Linked DNA regions of Mus musculus: region 2 is linked to region 1. Evidence: chromatin contacts called from public HiChIP or PLAC-seq data. All regions are on one chromosome and are shown on one strand. Each heading gives the region's core, a stretch centred on a gene start, on an enhancer-like site or on the middle of the called end of the contact. The rest is flanking DNA. Distances are from core to core; before and after follow the strand shown. Region 1 has its middle 170 kb from the start of Il3ra. Region 2 has its middle 69 kb from the start of Slc4a7.

Region 1 (5,958 bases), core at 1,840-4,339:
TATAGTTGTCTCTGGTTTGAGCTTGTTCCTTTTGTGAGTCTCTTAGCCTCTATCAGCCAACCTGGGAGACTAGCTCTCTCCTGAGTTTCAGTGGTTAGAGCACTCTCTGCAGGCAAGATCTCCTCCTGCAAGGAAGGTGCACAGATATCTGGCTTTCGGACCTGCCTCCCGGCAGAAGATGAAGGCCTGAAACAGGGCCTGTCCCAGAAGTTGTTAGCTTCTGTAGTCCACACTCTCACCTGTGCAGACTAGTCTAGGCAGGATCCGGGAACCAAGGTGGCTCCCCCAGGTGCTACAGCAAAGTCCTTCCAGGCGGGACAGACACCTCTCCTCTGGCAGGGAAGGTGCCCGGATCTTGCCTTGTATTTTTTAATATGATACACATGTGCTTGTCATGTTTTCCCATGCAGTGTCTTCTTTTTATACTTTATCTTTTATCCTTTTTGACAAACATCAAGACCCCTCCCAGTTATTTATTAGCATTTCTAAAGAGCTTTCTTTTACCAGCTTCTCAAATCAGCCCTAAGAATTAGCTTACCTCAGTTTTTTGAGACCATAGGGTTTTTTTTATGTACATCTACTAGTGTACTAGTGTATGTTATGTTATAATTAATAACGTAATAATGAATGAATGCGTAAGGATGGACAGATGTGTGGATGTATGAACACACACATGATTGAGCATGCATAATGTTATTATATTATTCAAATGCTGATTTCTGGGCCCCCATATCTGGAATCCTTACTTTGAGAATCTCCTATTTCAATGTTGTATAAACATTGTTCCCAATTATTCCCTGATTAGTCAAAAGTATAAAAATAAAAAGGTGATCAGCTGATGATTGAGCAGGAGAGGAAATAGGGCTCAACCTCTTCCTAGCATGGCAGGGGGAGGGGGATAGGAAGTGGAGATCAGGCCCAAAGGTTAGGGACCAGAAGGCATCAAAAGAAAACAACTAGAGCAGAAAAAAATGTTTAAATGCAAATATCACAGGAAGGTGGCCAGATTACCTTACAGGATTAACATAGATTAATACTGCTCAACTGTTGTGCTTTAAAGCTGTTAAATAGATAAAACAGTCCAGTTTTAATTACTCAGTTAAGAGAAAACTACAACATTTATAAAATAGCCTCTGTAAATGGATTTTTGTCCGGGATTGGTTCTAATACTTTTTCTTAATTTGGCTCCCAAAATTACATGGAAATCTTCATGTAGAGACATTGAGGGTCTCTGTTCCCCATTGGTTTTTGATTAATAATAAAGACCCAAAGGCCAATGGCTAGACAGGGGGAAAGTGGCAGGACTTTTAGGATTCTTGGGCAAGAGGGAGAAGGAACAGAATCACCATGACACGAAAGCATGGAGATCAGATTCAAAAGCTGCAGGAGAGAAACCATGCAACAATATGGGTGCAAAGGGAACGTGGCCCGATGGGAGGCTGCCCAGAAGGAAACAGGGCAGCAAAGATAAAATACAGATTTAGAAAGTGTTGACTCAGGAATACCAGAGGGGAGTGTGTGCAAACAGCGGGGAGGTTTCAAAGTGCCCAACCTTTGAGCTAATCAAGGCATATCAAAATATAAGAGCTGCATGTGTGTTTCTTTCATTTGTGAATCCAGAGAACTCTGGCAGGAAGCAGGAAGTGTGCTCACCACCAGGAGCCCAGTGCAGTTTAACTATTCACCACTACAGATTTTAATAAACTTTATTAATTATTAATATGACCTGGCAAGCCCCCCAATAGCCAAGGCAGAGTCCTATAGATTATTTAATTAGCTCCTGCACAATTACTGGGGGATTATCCCTAATCTATATTTCTATTTGCTAGACTGGTTTTTTTGGTTTTTGTTTGTTTGTTTTGTTGGTTGGTTTTGGTTTTTCGAGACAGGGTTTCTCTGTTTAGCCCTGGCTGTCCTGGAACTCACTCTGTAGACCAGGTTGGGCTCAAACTCAGAAATCTGCCTGCCTCTGCCTCCCAAGTGCTGGGATTAAAGGTGTGCGCCACCACGCCTGCCTCTGCTAGACTGTTAATTCCCAACTGTGCTCCCCAAACACTTGTTTGAACCTCGCCTAGGTTACTTCTGCTCCAGCAGTCTGTCTTGGGGGGCAGAGAATAGGGCATTTCAGTAGGGCACGTGCTTCCAGTCCATCACATCTAACATAGACCTCCTGTTGTCTTTGTCTTCTTCCTCCTTCACTCTCCTACCTCTCCTTCTGTCATGGGTCCTACCTGCAACCCCCAGCCCCATAACTGAAACTCTACCTACCTCTAATCTCCCCAGTAATTGGCTGTAGACACCTTTATTTAACCAATAGTTTTAAATTGGGGAGCAAAGTTTACATAGCATCACTTGGTGTATATGAAGATCTGCTCATAGGGACCAGTACTTAGCATTTGAGTACATAGCAGCACACGACTGACCCCCAACAAGAAACTAACATGAGCGGCAGCTACATGGATGGACTTTCTGATGGAGACAGGAGAAAGTAGATCTAGAGCCCAGCTACCTTCCATCTACCTCTAGCATAGTGAAGAAAATCTCTCTTTTTCAGAACTCTATTCGCTGGCCCCTCCTTTCTTTCCCCTTTCTAGCCAATAGTCCTCTGGGTCAGAAGAATGTAGGATGTACTGCTTAAAGATGCTGAGCATTTGATCTGACAGGCAGGTTCCCATGGCAACAGTCTCTACAAAGCATGATGACAGGTCTACTTCTCTTCAAGCCTTGACTTCCTACCTAGTCATAGCTGGTGGGAGACAGAAAAGAGACACTCAGTGGTGTTCTGTAGGATAATTTGTGCTATGCCCCATTGTCTCCGCATTGTATGCTTTTAGAAGCTGTAAAGTCTGATTTTCTGGAAACATTTTGGTTTTTTGTTTGTTTTCTTTCCTGTTTGCTTTTTATATTTGTGATGGGAGGAGATGGTGGAAAAATAAACAGAGCAAATCCAATTCATTTTGCAAATGCTCCGTAAATCAGTCTCCAGCTCCTACTTCACAGGCAGGTTTGAGCAATAGTGAGAGGAAGCCCTGTTTGCTGCTCAGGTGCTTGTGTAAAGAAAGACTGTGGCACAGTATCCCAGATGTTACTGTGTCCTTGACTGGAGAACTGGGCCCCTGAGGACTTGTCCTGAGAGCTTGGTGGTTTGAGTCTGTTGTTTACTCTGTCTTTACCACAGGAAATCTGTCTTTACCACAGAATAGCTGTAGAAAACCGTTATTATAATAACCCGAAGTCTGGTGATACATTCTGGGAACCTGGAGAATTTTCTTTTTCTCTGTGAACCCTGGTTTGGTTTGGTTTGGTTTGTTTGGACTTTATTCATGAGTGGACAATGGGTGACATATGGCTTTCGATTACATATATTGCAAATCTAATTTTTCTTAGTTGGCACATCTTATTACAGTATTTTTCCAATATTCTATTTAATTGAGAGTATCTAGTTGGGTAACTTGAAAGGAGGCAAGAATGATATAAGTATTCTTGGTATGTTGAAGAATTTCAACAGTGATATTTTCCCACTAAATTTCTACTGCCCACACCAGGTTATATCCCCATATATAATGGAGCCATTTTTTTCCTTTAGATTTGTCTGTGTTTGTGCACATATGTGTATGCAACTGTGTGTGTAAAGGTGCATGTGTTTAGACATGCATGAGGAGGCCAGAGGATAATCTTGGAGTGCTTGGGGGCAGGGGGAGAAGAAGAGGGGAGAGAGGGAAAGCCTTTCTGACTGTCTTGGAGCTTGCTAAGTAGGCTAGGCTAGCCGATCAGTAAGCAGCAAGAAGCACAACACTGCCTCTGCCTCCTCTGGGCTGGGAGTACAAGAGTATGAAATGATACCTAGTTTAAAAATCAACCAAAAACATAGTTCTGAGAATCCAACTCATATTTGCAAGGCAATCAGTTTAGAAATTACCTCCTCATCCCTTTTTTAAAATTTATTTTATCTAAAACTATAGCCTCTTTTTATTCCTATTATCTCTTCTCCTCAGCCATCCTAACTTCCCATCTTGTGCAATAGTTAAAACTGTGAGCTGTTTGGCCTGGAGTGACAGGAGAGGTGGGAGGTGTTGTTGTTAAGTAATATTTAATGATTCAGGTTTTTTGCAGGTTTCCTTCCCAACTTTGACCATTTATGTTCCAAATGAAAGACACACACACACACACACACACACACACACACACACACACACACACAGCCTTTGTATTTTAATATACCTCATGTAGCACAATAGCTGGGTAGTTGCCTAGCCTCCACGCTGTTAGAATCTACCTCCTATCCATAACCCTATTATTACTTACTAGGTTTCATCTGGCTATTCTTAACTCCAATTAGTCAGCCCTCTGGGCTACATTCTCTTGGCCCAGAGCCCAGGGTCCTCTTCTTGCTTCTCTTTCTCCCATGGTGGCTCTGTCTCTCTCCCCTTCTGCTCACTCTTCTCTAAGGCATGGTTTTCATATATATTTTATGTATTTTTGGCTCCCTCCTCCTCCTCCTCCTTTTCCTCCACCTTGCTAGTGGCCCCAAGCCCAGGAGACCTAAACCCTGTCTATGTTTCATATCCCCAGCTATTGGCGGCTGGCATCTTTATTTATGAAGCAGAATTAACTGGGGGCAGGGTGCCTCAGTGTCTTACTCACAGACTTTCTCATGCAAGCAGTTTTGAGGAACCCACATTAACACTAGAATACAAGAAGCATTAGGCCAAACCCACTACAAACTGGGAGAAAGATGCCAGAGTAGGCAGGATATCATCCTCCAATCCAGCTTTTACTGTGAACCTAACTTGAGAAGGAGCCACCACCACAAGGTTTTCCAAGGCACAAAGAATCCCTGTTTTGCAGCTCCTGGCATGGCCTTTATCACACTGTGGCAGTCTGAGGCCAGGCACTAGCCACAGTTCTCATCTCACTGTGGTCGGGCCCTGACTAGAAGGAAAACAGACTATAGATTAGTCTACACATCTATGCTGTCTGACACTTGCAGTTTTTTTCTGCGGATTCATGCTACAGTGCCACCTCCCTGGGTCACTGGCAGGAGTAAAGCATTTCAGAACAGTGCATGGCTGATAAGCATTGCTCTTTCCAGTGTGGCTTAAAACTTATACACTTTTGGATGAAAGTGTTTGGGGAAATACTGGCCAACCCAAATCCTCACAGCTCCACAAATATATGAAAGTATTAAACTTTTCATCTGTAGGTTCTCTTCAGTCATTTTTACTATAGGGAAAAAAAATTCCTTGCCTACTAAGAGAAATGCCAAAACTATATCTCCTGGACCTTTCCTTTTATTTTTCTGTTTGCTTTGCTGGACATCCAGCCCACGATCCCCTACATACTAGACAACATTCTGTGCTGAGCTGTGTCCCACCCTTCACCCTTTACACGGAAAGAGAGCGTGTTATATTACATTTGGAAGGCTTGTGGACATTTATTAAAGTAGAAGAACAGAAAGTGACATTTGCTAGGGTGGGAGCAGCTGCACACAAAGAGGAGCTTTAATCCCAGGGCAGGACCAGGACCTCTCATTTGCATGCGCTGTCCGTACACACTCTGGATGGTAAGGAAGAGGAGACAGTCTTCTCAGTCTTATATATTTTGGCAAGTTTCAGTGACATCCTAAAAGAAATTCTCAAGAACTATGACAACTTGGTGTACATTTCCCCATTACAAATAAATATCCATGGTAGTATATACTAAGTGTTCACACCTAGTATTCCTTTTCTTAAACACAAACCCTTACGTTGCAGAATATTCAGCTCCACGGGACCTGGATGCAGTCCTGCTGAGGTGGTACAGCTTATGTAGCTCCAGCGTTTTACATTCCAGAATTGCTAGGTTCTAGTCACTGGTCTGATCAAAGGCCTTTCCTTTGCTGATTCCCTTCTGCTTATCTTTTGGGGATAGAAAAGCACACAGTGATGCTTTGGGGATCGCTTGACCACTGAGTAAGAA
Region 2 (5,958 bases), core at 1,408-3,907, 120 kb after region 1:
AATACACATGCACATTATACACACATACACCACCACCACCACCACCACCACCACCACACCACACCATGCACACACACACACACACACACACACACACACACACACATACACATACAAACACCATCAAACACATGCACAAACCCACATACCCCCAACACACACCACACACATTCCATACTATACACAAACACAAAAACACACACCCCACATATTACGAATACCACACATACATACCACACACATAAATTTACACAGACTCTGACAGCATGCACAAGACCTGCACAGATTCAAGCCAGACAAAAATCCCAGCGCTGACAAGGGGACGTGGACACTGTCACTGGCTATACCAATCATATTCTAGGGCAGGGCTCATGCACAAAAGTAATTGACCAACACAAAATGGACTCTGTGTGTGTGTGTGTGAGGAGTGTGTGTGGGAGAGAGAGGAGAGAGAGAGAGAGAGAGAGAGAGAGAGAGAGAGAGAGAGAGGTGAGAGCGCCCACGTTCAAATTGGCTCTTGTTTTTTGTTTTGTTTTACTGTTCATTATTTTATGTTTTTCTTTTTTAGTTATCTTTGACTTTCATTTTGTTTTGTTTTGTCTTTTGAGAAAGAGAGAACATGAAGTTGGGTGGTAGGGAGGTGGGCAGGCTATCTGGGATGGATTGGGGAGGGAAAAGAATATGATCAAAATATACTGTGTAAAAAGATTTCAATAAGAAGGAAGAATGAAAACATGTGTTGGGGTGGAGAGCTGTGTACTCAGTCCACATCCTATAAGGGAAGGGGAGCCTGAGTTTGGATCTCAAGACTGGAGAGCTTCCGGCTCACTGAGAGACCCTGTCCCAAAGAACTGAGGTGGAAAGCAGTCAAGGAAAGCCTTCCAGTATCTATCTCTGGCCTACCTACCTGAGCATGTACAGGTGCTATATAGTACACATGTGCATGCTTGGGAAATGGGGGTCTCAGTGACAGACGAGAAATAGTCAGGAGATTGACTAGAAACACCCAAACTCAAGGCCAGCCTAAGCTATACATATTGAGATCCTGTCTCCAAAATAGTAGTAGTAGTAGTAGTAGTAGTAGTAGTAGTACCACCAAACAAGTAGAGGACAAGTCTAAGGAAACCAGAAACTGATCTAAGAAGCAAATACAATCCTTGGGGTTGGAGATGGCTAGGTGGTGGAGACGCCTCTGCAGGGAGCTTCCACCTGTGAAGGAGCTTGTAGCATGGCTTGTGACTCCTCGGGAAGGAAAGAAGGACTAGAGCTCTCAGGGTTTGTTTCCCCAGCAGCCCATTTCTTCCTGCTCTGCCCCACCTCCTAATTTACTGTGGAGCCTCCCTTCCCCCAAGCTATCAGCTCGAAATGAATATGGGAGCCTGTAGGGTTCACATCCAAGCCAGGGCGCCAGCTAAACCTCCCCTCCACAGACAGACTCTATCAACTGGCTTGGAAGATAGCAATTATCATTCATCTGCCTTTTAACTGTACAGCTCGGTTGCTTCCGAACCTTAGAGAAAGCCAATGAGCAAGTTCAAGTCCTTTGTGTTTTCTCCTGAAAACACAAAAAAAGGTAAAAGAAACATTAAGCAGGACCCTCAGGATCCCATGGTTTAAATAACAGCTGGAATTTTCCATTTTCCTGCGGTAACCCATTGTTGCACGTGTGTGTTAAGTAACGTGTGAAACTAAGAAGAAACAGGGCAGGAGTGAAACAGATAGTGCCTACTGCAGGTAGGAACAAAAGCAACTTCCAAATCTCTTGGGGATATTTAAATATCATCCCAGTGTGAATGACTAACAAACACTGTGTCTCCTAAGCTAAGAATCACACCAACAATCAGGGAGACTTTGGAAGTCAAGCCAGCAAGACCTCCCGAACGCTTTTGCCCTTCTGACCTACACTTTTCTTCCTTCCCCAAGGAGACAGTGCCCACCCCCACAGCACAGCCCCGCCAAAGCACTGGGCCGGGGTGTGAGCTCGGAGCGGGTGCCCGTGTCTCCACTACTCAAGCCTGACTGTGGCCACATAGGCTCTGTCTGGCTCAGGAAGAGGAGTGAAAGGAAGAGGTCGCTCCATTCGGCTAGAGAGAGGGAGCGCACAGAAGTTAACCTCAGCTGCCTCGAATTACATCTGTCTACACATGTATGTCAAAAGCTGCTTAGAAATTAAGCGAGGCTAACTTCTCTTTATGAGTTCTCTTTCATCTCGGGAATTCAAAGCGTTTTGTCACAAAACCGTCATCTTTGGCATAAAAAAATGTAAATTCGAAGTTCAGGTCCTTTAAACTTTCGCGAAGCAGGGGTGGGGAGGGAGGTGGGGGGAGTGCTAAAATAAAAGTAATCCTTTTATCATTATAAGATCCAAGTAGCCAACAAAAGACCACACAGCCTGGAAAAAAAAAAAAAACCCCGCTTTAGATGAAAGGCCTCCACCTCCTCTTCTAAGGCATTCATCTAATTAAAATCACAATTAAGTCAAGGGGGCGAGAGCAGTGACTAAGACTCTAAAGCAGATGCGAAGCACTTTGACTCATACAGGATATGTTGGATTTTCTCGACATTTGGCAAAAGAAATTCGAGTCCTATCCACCCTTCTCTGACCCAGTAAACTCCCTCTCAGGGGCGGGGTGGCGAGGCTCTAAGGAGCCCACAGGTCCAGTGGTGCTGTCTACACATGAATTTTATAGTAAGGAAAACCTTGGAATCTCCCCGGCTCCGGCTTCTGAGTCATTCGTGGGTGTTTGTTTTTTGGGGCTCTGGCTTTGAGTCACCACCCTTCCTGCCGTTGCTCCTCTCAGTCGGGAGGGGGTGGGGGGTGCAATGAGTAAAAAGAAACAAATATCTGTGGCGTTTAGAAGTGGGACTTGGGCGTTGGTGGCTTGATTTTATACGTCCGCCTTTACTTTGAGATTCGCTCTTTCTTTGGTAAGTGTGTAAGATTTGAAAACTACAGCGGGAAAGAGGAAGAAGAGAGTTGAGAACGGCTGAGTCTTTTAAGGATGTGACCTAGGCAAGCGGAAAGAGTGGCCAAAGTAAAAATAGGTGGCTGTGGCTGGGGGGCTGGCAGGGCAGCCGAGTCCACAGTCCAAGCCCAACTGAGCCAGAAGCCTTCAGGGAGACCCGCAAAAGCTTTGAATTTCAGCCCAGTGGAATGTGGAGATTGAAATTTGAAACTGGGCCTTTTGTATGCAGCAGGAGACTGCCATTCCTAGCATAAATACATAGAAACATAATACAGCATAAATACAGGTGCCTGTACAGATACTTGGCTGAAATGTCTGGACCATGAAAACCAAGCCTGGGGCTTCTCAGCCTGACCACTGAGGAAGAAAAGAGTGTTACCTGCTCCCTCTCTCATTTATAGGAGAAAGCACCTCATCACCTCACTACAAAGAGGAAAACAGATAAACTTGGGGCTGTCTTCCTGGGGCATTGACATTTAAAAGTAAACAGAATCCATGTCTTGTTTTCTTGAGTTTGCTGTTTGTTTGTTTGTTTGTTTGTTTGTTTGTTTATATTCTCCGTGTATGGGTGTTTTGCCCAAATAGATGTCTAGTACAGAATGTGGAGAAACTGCTTCCTGTGGCCAGAAGGGGCGCTATATCCCCCTGGAACTGGAGTTACAGATAATTGACCCCCACCATGAGGATTCTGGGAAACAAACCTGGGTCCTCTGCAAGAACAAGAAGTGTTCTTAACTGCTGAGCTCTTTCTTGAGTCACACTGCCTTGTTTTTCAAGATAAGTATCTTAGGTTATTACAAATGAACTCCTGAACTAATTACTTTGTACACACATATATGTAAGAGACACTCAAGGCCTATTCCAAATCAACACACCTAATTGTGTCTTTGTGGCTAACAAACCTGTCTCTGGCTAACTTTATCTATCTGCTCTTTCCAGAATAATTCAGCTTGCATCTTACTTAATATTGAGTACACCTTCTCAGAAAGGGGACCAATGAGATAGTGTCAGATGTTATCACAGCAGCTCATTCTGCTCCTAAGTTCAATGTTTGGTATAGCTAAGAATCAAGCCTCTGGGGCGTGTCTCCCATGCTGGCTTGGTTCTTTAGCTATGAGCTACCTACCAAGTTGTACCAGACTCACATCACACCTCCTGCACAGCTGCCATGGAGCTTTTCAGGATAGACATTGATTATGAATCCTGTGGTCTCTTGCAAAAGCATAGTATTTGAAAGTGTGGTAGTCCTTTCTGTGCAGAAGAGGCCAGTTTCAGAGAAAAAAAGAAATGAGTTCATACCTCACAGATGAGATGACAAAGTGCTGCAAACTGGAGTTTATGTTTTTAAGTAAGGGCTGAGTGTGTATCTTAGTTGGTTAAATGCTTGCCTAGCATGTATGAAGTCTTCAGGTCAATCCCCAGCAGGCATGTTGACACATATCTGTAGACCCTGGACATAGGAGGACCAGAAGCCATCTTTCTACAAAGGGAGTTTGAAGCCACCCTAGGATTTATAAGACTTGGCCTCAAAAACTCAAATGGGGTTGAGAAGATAGCCCCAGGGTTAAGAGTACATGTGGCTCTTCTAGAGGACTTTATCACCCACCCAGACAGTTCATATGTGTCTATAATTCTAGCTCCAGGGGTTGCTCATTCTTCTGACATTCCCACATGTGACAGACACTGACACAGACATTCATACATACACATAAAGTAAAACAAATGTACAATCATTCCGTAATGTCTGGAGAGATCATAGATGGAATGTGCTTCCTGGGGGCTACTGTTGGGCCATATAGCAAGAACAAATCAGCTCTGCCCTTCAAGGAACTTGGCATCTTGTTAGAGGTATGGTTTGCCCTATTCCTCCAGAATTGAAATATCTAGTTCAGAGTGTTTCCACTCCCTATGAGAACTGAGCTGCTCAAAGCAGGGATATTGGTTTTGTTCACTGTTGTATCTAAGCACCTAGAATGGATCTTTGCATACATTGGTCTGGCATGGTGAATGTCTTAGTCTGTGTGATAAATACCGTGATTCTCTTGATCAATGTTCTATTGCCATGAAGAGACATCATGGCTATGGCAACTCATATAAAAGAAAGCATTTCATTGAGACTGGCTTACAGTCTCAAAGGTTTAACCCATTGCCATCATGGCAGGGTAGAGAAGCACCTGAAAGTTTACATTGGGTATTCAGGCAGCAAGAAGAGAGAGACTCTGGTCTGGCTTGGGCTTCTGAAATCTCAAAGCCTGCACCAATGACACACTACCCCCAACAAGGCCATACAGTAGGCCCCAAGAACAATTTACTGAATGGACATATGTGGTATACAAATAGTGTATGTGTGTGTATATGTGTGCTTGCTCACGTGGGGGTAGGTTGGGACTCATATATCTAGTTCTTTTCCTAAGTTTAGATATAGAAGTAGTAATAGGACTCAGTTTAGGGAAGATCAACATTAAGGTGCTTAGAGAAAAAAAAAACAAACTTAATGGTCAAAGGGAAAACTTTTTTAAAAAGATGATCATTTTATGTAGCCTGGGCTAACCTTGAGTGCTGAGATGACAGACTTAAGCCAACACACCTAGAAAGAACTGTTTTTAAATTTTACGATGTGATCTGGTAATGGCAGTACATGAGTTTAATCCTAGCACTCGGGAAGCAGAGGCAAGTGGATCTCTCTGAGCCTGATGTACATAGTGAGTTCCTGGACAGCCACGGCTACATAGTGAGACCCTGGCTCAAAAAAACAAAACAATTAACAATTTGAAGGGTGCTTACTGCCATGCCTGGTGACATGAATTCAATCCCTAGCAGCATTATGTAGCAGTACCCACATGATGGAAGGAGAGAAATGACTCCTGAAAATTATCCTCTGACCACAGCACTTGTGCATGAATTATGAGCATATGTACACACAAAACAGTGAAAGTGAAAAACAATTAATTTAATGAGTTGGAAAAATTGCCAATGCTCAAATTTCAGTAAC

What was found. HiChIP or PLAC-seq counts read pairs in DNA pulled down with a chosen protein or histone mark.
Region 2: a RAD21 HiChIP or PLAC-seq map of pro-B cells shows a contact between it and region 1, with 2.2 times the contacts expected there. The contact joins two enhancer-like sites. A contact is called at or near these places in 1 of 15 datasets of contacts at CTCF or cohesin (pro-B cells), 4 of 484 Hi-C or Micro-C datasets (muscle stem cells, myocytes, nephron progenitors and 1 more) and 1 of 115 datasets of contacts at active chromatin or transcription factors (fibro-adipogenic progenitors).

What each region holds. Positions count from the first base shown.
Region 1 is chr14:14,510,597-14,516,554 of GRCm38.p6, forward strand. No RefSeq gene overlaps it. Among named protein-coding and RNA genes, the nearest start is that of Il3ra, 170 kb to the left of the region's middle. Within about 2 kb of position 3,090, at least 44 of the 459 cell types and tissues checked have an H3K27ac peak or open chromatin away from gene starts, as enhancers often do. A contact at or near this core is called in muscle stem cells, pancreatic cancer cells and pro-B cells, where this site is marked.
Region 2 is chr14:14,630,609-14,636,566 of GRCm38.p6, forward strand. No RefSeq gene overlaps it. Among named protein-coding and RNA genes, the nearest start is that of Slc4a7, 69 kb to the right of the region's middle. Within about 2 kb of position 2,658, at least 282 of the 459 cell types and tissues checked have an H3K27ac peak or open chromatin away from gene starts, as enhancers often do. A contact at or near this core is called in muscle stem cells, pancreatic cancer cells and pro-B cells, where this site is marked.